3 separate regions of the Sus scrofa genome follow, and all the other regions are linked to region 2. A link is a contact called in public Hi-C data. All regions are on one chromosome and are shown on one strand. Each heading gives the region's core, a stretch centred on a gene start, on an enhancer-like site or on the middle of the called end of the contact. The rest is flanking DNA. Distances are from core to core; before and after follow the strand shown.

Region 1 (3,926 bases), core at 145-2,644, 190 kb before region 2:
ACCCAGGATGCTCACTTAACAGCAAAAAGCAAAAATGCCTTCCCTGTCCTCATACCGTCCTTCCTCCAGTTTCATCTCCTGATTAGGATAATCTCACCTCATCTTTTCTGCTTACATATTCAAATCATCTTTATTCCCCAAGGCCCCAAATCAATGCTATCTCTTTCTCCAGAAGCCCTCCCCAGATATTCCAACAGTTCCTGGCTCCCCCATCTCCAGAGAATGGAAATGCCAGCCCCTCTAATGAGGTTCCAGCACATGTAATCCTATCACTCCATCTCATGCTGACAACAATACAACGAGGGACTTATTGCTATCTTCCATCAATTATAAGATATACAACCTTTTTTTTTTTTTAACATTTGACAGTTGCTGAAATCAGCATGGTATCTTACTATCATGACTGACCACATTCTATTTTCTCTCTTAGTGGTATATAAAATAAAATAAAAGCACATTTCATAATCAATATCTTCTTAGACTCAATGAAACTTCTATTTTGCAAAAGAAAGTAACTTGATCTAAATCACACGGCCTTCCAGCAAGGAGCAGAGCCAATACCCAGCTCTGAAGACACATCCGCTGGACTCTTAAAGACCGTGGCTTTTCAATGCCCCCCTGCCTACTTCTGACCGCCCACAGCATTCCCCTCTTCTAATGACAGTACTCACTAGCTCATTTTACAGTTAGCTGTGTTTCTGATCTCTCTTCCCAACTCTGCCCTCCAAACCCTGGACTCCTTAACGAGGAATGTGTAAATCACACAACAAAGTGCCTAGCACAAAGCAGCACTTAATAACTCTCACAGGCCCTCATTCCTCTGACCATAAATCTTTGGCCTTAGTTCCCATCAAGCCCCATCCCACAATTCTCAGGGCCATACGTTCCTTGCTACTATCAAGCCTGGAAAAAAAAGAAATTGTTACCTGTCAGGAGAGATGTGTAGCTATACACATGGAATGTCCCTGTGAATTTCTTTCTTTGGGTCTCCACCTCCTTATTTGTAGACAGAGACCACACCAGGTCGGCCTCCCTCACAAGATTGTTATACTGATTAAAACACTTGAAGGATGCATGGACAACTGCTACGACCCCAGAGCATAAAGAAACGCCTGGAATACAAGAGGCGCTCCAAAAATATTTACTAAATGAATGAATGCATTCGCTACTTCTCTAAAGATCAAACAGGTTCCACCCAGCCCCTAAGATAAACTCCATTTGGTTGATGCTGGCCGGGCAAACTCTGCCCAGCCCAGGGGTCCGGGTCCCGCCAGCGCAGCCCTCACCGTCTGAGACCATGGCGGCCAGTGTCCCTCAGCGTATCGGCAGCTGCTGCCAGGCGAACCTCCCAGATTCCGCTTGCCCCAACTTCCGGCGCCACCGAGTGACGTAAAAAGAGTCTTGGCTCAGGCAGCAAGCCCTTATCCACGGCCCCGCCCTCATGGCGCCGGAAGTGGAGTGCGGCGCTGCACCGCGCACTGTCAGTTTCTGTGACTTGGGGTCCGCGCGGTCGCACGACACAGCAAGACATCGCGTGTGGTTCTCGGTCCTTTGCGCTCCGCGGTCCGGAGGGCACCATGGATGACAAGGGTAAATCGGAACGCGACGGGCCTGCTGGGCCAAAGCGGAGACGCGCAGGGATCCCTTCACCTCGCACACCCAGACTGAGTTCCGAGAGTGGTCACTTTTCGAGCTCTGGCTCTTTGGCTGGATGTAGTTCTTCTGGTCACAACTAGAACCCTCTCGCTGCTCCTGTATCCAGGGAATAGGTCCTGGGGGCATCCCTGGACACCCCCTCTCCCAGGCTTCCAGTGCCCTCTTCCGAAAAAGTGAGACTTCGGACGAAGTGTGCAGGTCTTCGAAGTCTTGATTTCCTCATATGTGAAGTATGAGTTAGACTCCCTGCCCTGTTGGATCTGGTACTAGAATCAAAAGGCGTTTCTGTGTTCATCTAGTGTGGTTATGAAAGTGTTTTATTAAGTGAATAAAAATAACTAATATATAGTACCTTTCATGTGAAAAAATTAGAGAAAGGTGGACCTTTGCATACACATGCACATACATATGTATGTAAGCGAATAGGCTTTACTTGGCATACACTATCTGGAGGGGTGCAGAAGAAATCGGTAAGGTGGTTGGTTCTGGGATTCTTTTTGCACTTGGGATCAAGAATAAGGGAGAGGAGTTCCCGTCGTGGCTCAGTGGTTAACGAATCCAACTGGGAACCATGAGGTTGCGGGTTCGATCCCTGGCCTCGCTTAGTGGGTTAAGCATCCTGCGTTGCCGGTGAGCTGTGGTGTAGGTCGCAGAGGAGGCTCCGATCCCGCGTTGCTGTGGCTGTGACATAGGCCGGCAGCTACAGCTCGGATTAGACCCATAACCTGGGAACCTCCATATGCGGAAGGTGCGGCCCTAGAAAAGACAAAAAAAAAAAAAAAAAAAAAAAGTAGAAAAAGGGAATTCCCTTGAAGTGCAGTGGGTTTAGGAACTGGTGTTGCTACAGCAGCTCCGGTCACTGCTGTGGCCGGGGTTGGATCCCTGGACTAGGAATTTCCACATGCTGCTGGCACATCCAAAAAAAAAGAAAGATTAAGGGGGAGAATGACCTTTCACTATCATTTGGTGGAGCTTAAATTTTATGCCATTGTACATGGATAGCTTTTTCAAAATGACTGAGAAAGCTTGCCAATAGTAAAGTGATGTCATCTCTAGTCCTATCAAAATTGATGTGCCCCTGAAGCCAAACACCCTGCAAAGAAAATATATACATTTATATTTTTTTTCTTTTTACAGCCAAAGCTTGCAGCAACACCAGGTCTGTAACCCACTGAGGGAGGCCTGGGATCAAACCCACATTTTCACAGAGACAACGTCAGATCCTTAACCCACTGGGCCACAACAGGAACTCCAGAAAATAATTTTTAAATTAGCTTGTTTTTTAAGCTCAGCAGTCATTGATAAACTCTTGTCGTCCATCCCAATAAATCACCTTGATAAGCCACTGTTTTATCCCTTCGCAGAGTTAATTGAATACTTTAAGTCTCAAATGAAAGAAGATCCTGATATGGCCTCAGCAGTAGCTGCCATCCGGACTTTGCTGGAGTACTTGAAGAGAGATAAAGGTAAAGAGTGTCATCCTCAATCACTCTGGGTGTGAGGAAAGTCTGCTCATCACCATTAGAAGTGTAAAGCGAGAGATGTATATAAGATGCCTGCATAAGGTGCCATATGCTCAGCTTCTCCCTTCATTTCAGTCCTCTTAACATGAAGAGAGCTCTCTAACTATCATCAAATGGGGGGCATTTCACAAATGAAATTTGTTCTGAATCAAGAATGACCATTTTATACCAAGTTACTATGAAGCTTAAATTATAGCAGTAGTTCAACTTTACTAGTGTTTATTGAGCTTCTGTCTTGTGACACATTCTGTGCAGTTGCTATAGAGAATGTTCCAGTATAAATTCTGGTTTTCATGTCATCATTGTGATTACTACTAATTCACGCATCCTAAATGTGAGTATCTGGGTATAAGCAAAATAATAATAATAGTAGAGCCTTCTTTAATGTAAAGGGCTGGCCCAGGAGTGCTGTGGTAGCCTAGCAGATTAAGGATCTGGTATTGTCACCAAAGTGGCTGGGGTCACTGCTGGGGCACAGATGTGATCCCTGGCCCAGGAACTTCCATATGCCGAGAGCAGCAGCCAGAGAAACCCAAAAACAAATAAAAAAAAAATTAAGGGCTGGCCTAGAGATGCATATCTCTAAGACAGCATCCAGTATCTATGACATCTAAACACCTAAGCCTTACCTGCACCACCTCGCAGGCCTCTCCTGATGCTGCTATTTAATTTCCTTCCATACTGTCCCTTACTGAATTATGCTTCCCTCTGGCCTCTTTGTTTCTCATACTACGTTTGTTCCCATCT
Region 2 (3,751 bases), core at 1,020-3,519:
GAGTCGTCCAGTATCTGAACATTTTGTTCATGTGACTCAGCAGGGCTCTTAAGATGAACTATAAATTAGGAACGAAGACTGATTTTCTAGAAGAAAAAGACAGACCCTTCCTTTGAAGAACTGAACATGATATCTTGACACTAAGTGGCCAATTTAATGGTTTGTAAAAATAATGAAGTCTAAAAAAAAAAATGAAGTCTAAGAAATAAATAACCACTAATTTGGGGGGAAGATTGGAGGGGGGGGTGGTCAAGTGAGCCAGTGAGAATCACTAATCAGTACATAACAAAGATGATTTGTAAGCCAGTCATGGTAGAAGCTGGGAACATTCATCTTCACTATGGTTAAATAAGGGAGGTGGAGTGGAACAAGTAAAGACAGAGAATGGCCTGAGCCTGGACAGTGACTTTGGACTTCAGCTTCCACCTCTGAAAAATGGAAATAACAGGTTGTAAAGATTAACTTACATAATAAAGTGCCTGGCCCTCAATGGTAATTATTATTTTCCCATATTAAGTATTTAAGTATTTCAATGGCAGAGTTGTGTTTCCCCCAAAGATTAATTTAGTTAAAGCAAGCTTTTTTTTAATGCACTACTGCTGAAACAGGTAGTTTAAATGATTTTGCTGTGATGGGAAAAATGAATCAGGGATGCATAGATTTATTAAGCTATGTCAGATAAATTAGTCAGATATTATTAGATATACTTTTAGATGCTTAATGCATTTCTGAAGAAAAACATTTAAGGCGTCTTAGTTTTCTCTGTGGACTGGGTTGTGAAGCTCTTGTGAAGTTCACTATGCCTCATTTCTTTTCTTTTTTTTTTTTCTTTTTTCGTCTTTTTTTGCTATTTCTTGGGCCCTTCCCGCGGCATATGGAGGTTCCCAGGCTAGGGGTCTAATCGGAGCTGTAGCTGCCAGCCTACGCCAGAACCACAGCAACGCAGGATCGGAGCCGCGTCTGCAACCTACACCACAGCTCATGGCAACGCCGGATCATTAACCCACTGAGCAAGGGCAGGGACCGAACCCGCAACGTCATGGTTCCTAGTCGGATTCTTCAACCACTGCGCCACGACGGGAACTCCTGCCTCATTTCTTAATCATAATCTAGGTAAGTCATGTCCCAAAAGACCCTAAAGGGAAGCTGGGAGAATAAATGATGCAACTGGGTGCAGGGGCTGAAAACAGAGAAGCCCAATAAATATTTGCTAAATGAATCCTTATTTTATTCATTATGATCACAAAAGGAAGATACTGCATTAAGGCAAATTCCTACTAATATGTAAGAACTTGGACTTTTGAGAAAATGTTAAACCTCAACTTCTTTTAAATAATAATTCAAGTGAATCGTCACGCTCAAGTTTTTGCATGAAGGAGACACAGCAGCTGGACGTGATCAGCGGTTGGAGATCACTTTGCCGCATAACATGGGTCTTACTATTCTGCCAGTAAACTGTACAAGGAACTTCAGACAGGGACTTCACTTCCCTCGCGGCTGCACAATCCCACCAAGCCTTGTCCCGTGGGCAAAAGTCCTGATCAGCTATGGGGAGAAGGGCCGCCCCAGGAGGTGGCAGGGGACCCGTGTCAACCCAAAGTGGGCCAGCGGGGCCCGTCCCCGCCCGGCGGCGCAGAGCTGACTCAGGTTGTGGGGAAGGCGCCCGCCGCGGTGTCCACTCCGACGCGCTCCCCACCTTGTAAATTACCGATCTGCGCCCTCGCCTCCGGGTTGCTTTCCTTCCCAACCAGAGAGAACCCCTAAGCAGACGATGCCTCGCTCTCTCCCCTATTTGTATCAATAACAACCATTCCCTGGAGGTGCCCTGCGCTTTAGTTTCCAAACAGCTTTGACATATGGCCCCATTGCCTCCGGAGAGGCAGGCCACCGAGTGCCCACAGTTTAGAGAGGGAAAACCGAGGAACGGGAGTGGAACGGGTTTCTGGGGGGGTACCGGAGCGAGGGTGGGGATGAGAAGGTTCCGCAGCCCCTCCCCCCGCGCCCCCACCTGTCCCCGCGCTCGGTCCGAGCAGCCCGCGGCAGAGCGCCTCCCCGCCGCCACTCCCGCTACCTCAGTCCCGCCTCCAGCGCGACCCCCCACCGCAGCTGCCCCGGCGCTGGCCACTTGGGCCAATACCTCTAGCCATAGCCCCGCTCTGTCACCGCATAGGATCTCCCGGGAAACGCAGCTTTCGAAAAAAGTTGCAACAACTGTAGCCAACTGCTCCGCCGGGTACCGGCTGCTGCGCTGATTGGCGCCAGCGCCTGCCTCTCCCCAAATTGCCAGCTATGATAGGCGAACTTGAGAGCGAAAGCCCGCCCTTCTCCCCGCCTCCATGGCAGGGGCGGGGCGAGTGGCCGCACTTTCTACAAACGCTTTCAGGACAGGTCCCAGAGGAGGGGGGGGTTTAAATTTTACCGTCGCCCCACGTTGATAGGTTGCACTGGAAGGACACCGACGCTGCCATTGGGAGGCCCCCAAACTCCGCCCTCTCCGGCTGCTGAAGCTCCGCCTCGGAAGGTTTAGTCATGTGGCTGGAGGCCCCAGCTCTGAGTAGACCCACTCGGGACTTCCGGTTTTTAGTGGGTTTGACCGGAACACGACCTTTGACCCCTCGACCTCCCCTTATGACCTGGGAAGCCTAGCCCCCAGCAGTTTAACATCTGCAGCACCTTGACCATTCCAGCAGGTCAAGGTTTATCGAGTTGAAAGGTTTATCGAGTCTGTTCCAATATTCAAAGCCCGCGGGCACGGCTCCTACCAACTGAGTCAAATTCTCAGTCCACAGCGATCCTAGCCCAGCATATCCCAACCATTTTAGAGATGGGGAAACAGAGGACCAATTTTAACAAGTAACTTACTTGCTGCCCAATGTCACCAGCAGTTTAATTGCAGGTCCTAGATCAGTCTTTTGACTGTTAGTCCACTAGAGGGCTACCTTAACCCTAGGGAAACAACTCTGCACCTTTTCCCACTCTGGGAGAGCCTCGGTTGGTAAGTTCCCAGAGAAACACAGGTGTCGTGGGTATTTTTTGCTTTGAACACAGTTAAAGTGTCCAGTTACAGCTCTTTCCTGGGGACCCCTCCTGGAGATATGAGCAGAGGTCACTCATCCATTCTCTCTCTTTGGTTCCCAAAAAAATTTTGGAAGGCCCACTATTGCCCAAAGACCCTGTCATTGCACCAGGAAAGCAGGGAGAGCAAAATGAGGTGATGTTATGTGAAAAGCAGAAAGTGACCATTCTGTCACTCACCGTGGGCCCTTTGGTATGTCATTTCAGCTCTCCGAAGCTCAGCTTACACAGCTGTCAAATCTTGGAGTTGGTCTGTGATCTCCAAGATTCCTTCCAGCTTCCATAAATACTTAGAGGTTTTTACTTTCTCTAAAATGCATTAATTCAGCATTTATTGGAATGTCTGGTCCCCCAAGGATACAGTGGCAAATAAGACAGATCTACCATTTTTCTTTAAATTTACTTTTGGCTGCACCCTTGGCATGTCAAAGTTCCTAGGCCAGGGATCAAACCTGAGCCACAGCAGTTGTCCAAGCCACAGCAGTGACAACACCAAGTCCTCAACTATTGATCAGCAGCAAACTCCCCATTCTCATATTTTTTAGGGAAGAAACAAACAAGAAGCCACATTTTAAAAGATAATATTAAGTAGTGATTAATGCTATGAGTGAAATGAAAATAGGGAATTTTACAGAGTGTGATTGGGGAGATCATTACTTCTATAGATTGGTGAAGT
Region 3 (4,119 bases), core at 1,378-3,877, 140 kb before region 2:
CCACCAAAAACAATCACTCTAAAACTCTAATTAGTTGCAGTGTTTTTGTTTTTTTTAACTAAGAAAAAACACTCTCATGCTAACAAACTGAGGTTAGAAAGTAGGAAAGCAGAAATTAGACAGTAGCCAATAAAAATATGCAAAGGCAGGATGCTGTCAAAAAGCAATCCACATACCATCCCAGGTATCTCCACCACCTGAAGAAGAGTTTAAAATAAAACACATACAAAAACAAAAAGTTGAGCTCAACTAGTCATGTACACAAATGAGCAAATAAAGATGTACATACCAGAATTAGCAAGTTAACTGAACAACCTAAGATACAAGTAACCTACATGCTTACAAGAGCACAAAGTGACTAAGAAAAGCAGCCAGAAATGGCAACTGTAAAGACTGAAATATAAACATGAACTTCCAGTAACTTCTTTTTGTTAATCAGAAGATTTGGATAATTATAAAGTTTATTTCACAAAAGGTTTTTGGTTGTAAAGACAGTGACTGAATCTAGAATAAGATATCAAAATAAATACTCCATTCAGGCGGATAAAATTTACAGAATATTAATTCTTGGAACATGATTTTTAAAAAAATCTTTAGAATGTTCATCTTACCTTCTGTTTCCATGTCTTGTCCTTTTGGGGCCTCCCCAATATCAATGGTGAACATCACTATCTTTGGAGTCATGGTGGACATCCTATTGCTAAAACAAAACTTATATGTTCCATCCATGTGAGCAGCAAATGTGTATTTCCCACTGGACTCCCGGTCTCCTTTATAAATTCCTTTATTATCAGGCCCTGTAATCTGGAGGCAGGAGAGAAATGTGTGAGATTACACAAAAGATTCAAAATCATAAAACTTCTAAAGTGAAGTCCATCAGCAATAGGACATTCACTAAGAAAATGTAACCTGCACTTGACTCCACTTCACTTAATGACAGAACTCCACAAAATTCCTGTCGTAGTGCAGCAGAAATGAATCTGGCCAGGAACCATGAGATTTCGAGTTCGATCTCTGGCCTTGCTCAGTGGGTTAAGGACCAGGCCTTGGTATGAGCTGTGGTGTAGGTCGCAGAGGTGGCTGGGATCTGATGTTACTGTGGCTGTGGTGTAGGCGGGCAACTACAGCTCAGATTAGACCCCTAGCCTGGGAACATCCATGTGCCGTGCATGCGGCACCGAAAAGACAAAACACAAAACAAAACAAAACCCTAAGAATTTTGAGCAAGCTACATGTCTGGGTCTCGCTAATTGATTACTGCCAGCCAGTAAAGGAATCTGCTTTATCTGAGATGCCTGAAGACATAAGACAAAGGACTAGATTGGATATTCTGAGACCCATGTTCTCATCCTAGGCTGCTGCATATCAGCTGTTAGACTTTGTTCAAGTTGCTTTCTCTTATGAAGCCCATGCCACCTGTAAAACTTGTAGACTGGAATAGCTGGTGTCTTAAGCTCTCAGCTAACTTTAACAGTCAGTCCTTCCAGTAGCTCCTTATTTCTGGATTTCACTTGTTTTGTGGAATTTATGCCCAACTCCGCTGAGGGTCAGTGTCAAATGGAAAATCCTTAGACCTAATTAATCATGCTAACGGATGACTTTAAATATTAATTACATCTGATTTTCTAAAAAAAGTTAGAGGCGAATCATTCTTTTGGCTTAAAACAAGACACAGGAAATAATTTACAGACTGTTGGCTTCTTAAAATAATTTTCCGTTTTCTCCACTTCGCTGCAGTCATTACACCTAAAATGCATAACCAGCCTCACTCCCCTAGCCGGAGATGGCTAAACGAGGTATCACGTAAAGGAGATTCACGTAAAATCGGGTAATCTGGATCATTTCCATGAAAAATAAAACACAACGCGAACGTCTGCCTACATATCTCAATAGCTTTCGATTTACTTTTTCAGAAGTTTCCATGTCACGTGCCAACTTTAATTTGCACTATGGAGGAAAGCAGCTGCTGACCGTTCGAGACCCGCCACCAGCTAAACGAGACTGTGAAGCGCCTCCTGGGCCCAGATCTGACACGCGGCGCCTGGTCGACAAAGCTCGGCAAGAGGTTCCAAGGGGAACCCGCCATTCAAGCTGAGTATCCAAAGCAATCAAGCAACGGTTACGTATCCCGTGGGGAGCCCGGAATCCGGGGAGATGCGGGGAAAAGGGAGGTTAGAGGGTCGCTGGGTGGCGGCCAGCGCCCCTCCCAGAACTCGGACAGTGGCCTCGATGTCCCGCTCCCCCCGCGGGCCCCGCGCGCCGGCGGGCCCCGCGCGCCGGCAACCCCCGAGCGGCCGCAAGACCCCGCTTCGGTCGCGGGCAGCGCGCCCGCACCTCCACGTCGATGTCCAGGAAGCCGCCCTCGGCCACCTCGAAGATGAGGCCCATCTTGGTGCCCGAGGTGACCCGCTCGAAGAAGCACTCCTCGGCATGTGCGTCGATGCTGACGAAGTAGCCCGAGGCCGTGCCAGGAGGGCGGCCAAGAGCACCAGCAGCTCAGCGAGCGTCACCATGGTGGGGCTGGGGCCGAAGCCAGGACCGGGAGCGCGGCCTCCAAAGCCGCCGTGGCCGCCGCCGCCACCACTACCTTCTCAGCCGCCGCCGCCTCAGCCCCGCCCCTTCCGGCTGCGCCACCCGAGGGGGCTGATGCGGGCGCCGTGGATTGGCGGGCGCCTGCAGCTGCCACGTAACGGACGCACGGCAGCCGCCGAGGGACAAGGCGTCTCCGCGCGGGCCGAGCCTGGACGGTGGCTCCGAAGGACCAGAAACCATTGTCCTCTTCCTCTCTCCAGTCGCGCTTACAACTTAAATTTCACATGGACCACACGAGGAAAAAACAGTAGCAATAACCCTCCTCCCCCTAGTGCAGTATCTTCTTAGGATTGTCCGTAAAGATGGCAGAAGATTTGGAGGCAGTAATAGGAGTGGAAGGAGGAAATGGAGCTGAAACCAAGGGCTTTAATATTTATGTTAGCCTGCCCTCACCTCGCAAAAACCGACGGAGGAAGGATGGAGAAGGGTATAGAGACTGGGAAAGGGCACGAGAGAGAACCTCCTGAGATGTTGGAAATGTTTTACATCGTCACCTAAACGATGGGTACATGAGTGTTTACATATGCCTTTTTAAAAACTAAAGAAACTGTATACTTAATACGCCTTATTTCACTGTATGTATATATAATACAACTACCGAAAACAAAAAACCTTGTCTACATCCTCCAAAGTTAGAATTCTCTCACTTCCCTAGAGTCTAGTTGCCACCCCCATGGCCCCATTGCTCTTGCCAGCTACTGGGACAATTTTTTTGTACACTTTGCCTCCTGGCATACTCCTACACACCCCTCAAAACCCAACTCAAATGTCACCTCTCCTCTTCTTGAAATGTTCCTAGATCTCCCACTGCCAAATTCTAGCCCCTTCCTCTGTGCTTACAAGGTAGATTTGCACCCTCTAAGTTATACTTATTTACCAGTCTGTGTCACTCATGAGGCACAAGTCTTGGCACATATATGCTGCTCTCTCAGGCCCTCCCCTAGGGTCACAAAAGATCTCACTCATGATGTGTTAGTTGACACATCAAGTTCATTGAACTGGCCTGATGAGGAGACCTGGGTTGTTACTCCAGTTTTACACATAGTTGTGTAACCTTAATTATGTTCCATCACTCTCTGAACTTAAATTTCCTTATCTGTATAAAGGGGGTGATAGCACATTTTATGCTTATCATGTAAAGTTATCATGAAGATCAGATGATACCATTTATGTGAATAAGCAATGCAAGTTTGAAGGATTATTTCTTCAAAGACTACCAGACAATAGGGGGCAGTAGTGGCCCAATATCCAGTTTCCTGCTCAGGTGTCAATAAACAGATGCAGGTACTGTGAAAGAAGATTCCAGGCTATGACAATGCGTTATCGAACTCAGAGTTCTAGTAATGGTCTCCTGATTCCCCACCTTCCAAACTGTGGCAAAGGCCCTGCTTCTTCTGGCAGGTCAGTTCTGCAGTGTTATCCGGACAGCCATAGCTAGAGGGAGGCTCAGCCTAGAGCCTGCCCTTCCAACTTCACCAACCCATTTATGAGCTTGTATTTTCCTACAGTAAATCTCTTTTTGCATTT

What was found. A called contact is a pair of places that touch in the nucleus more often than the background predicts.
Region 1: a contact with region 2 is called in a Hi-C map of liver, with 6 times the contacts expected there. The contact joins the promoter of GTF2H3 here to the promoter of KMT5A in region 2. A contact is called at or near these places in 1 of 5 promoter capture datasets (liver), 1 of 47 Hi-C or Micro-C datasets (liver) and 1 of 2 datasets of contacts at active chromatin or transcription factors (alveolar macrophages).
Region 3: a contact with region 2 is called in a Hi-C map of liver, with 2.2 times the contacts expected there. The contact joins the promoter of TMED2 here to the promoter of KMT5A in region 2. A contact is called at or near these places in 4 of 5 promoter capture datasets (fetal liver, fetal skeletal muscle and liver), 18 of 47 Hi-C or Micro-C datasets (alveolar macrophages, blood, embryonic fibroblasts and 8 more) and 2 of 2 datasets of contacts at active chromatin or transcription factors (alveolar macrophages and skeletal muscle).

The regions. Positions count from the first base shown.
Region 1 is chr14:29,354,071-29,357,996 of Sscrofa11.1, forward strand. GTF2H3 (general transcription factor IIH subunit 3) reads right to left here and starts at 1,395. Exons shown (of 13, transcript XM_021072258.1): 1 at 1,287-1,395. The coding sequence starts at 1,299. It overlaps EIF2B1 (translation initiation factor eIF-2B subunit alpha), which reads left to right and starts at 1,427. Exons shown (of 9, transcript XM_005670583.3): 1 at 1,427-1,590; 2 at 3,021-3,122. The coding sequence starts at 1,578.
Region 2 is chr14:29,541,247-29,544,997 of Sscrofa11.1, forward strand. KMT5A (N-lysine methyltransferase KMT5A) reads right to left here and starts at 2,270. Exons shown (of 7, transcript XM_021072264.1): 1 at 2,138-2,270.
Region 3 is chr14:29,397,827-29,401,945 of Sscrofa11.1, forward strand. It overlaps TMED2 (transmembrane emp24 domain-containing protein 2), which reads right to left and starts at 2,628. Exons shown (of 6, transcript XM_003359088.4): 1 at 2,471-2,628; 2 at 2,335-2,468; 3 at 612-804; 4 at 177-197. The coding sequence starts at 2,513.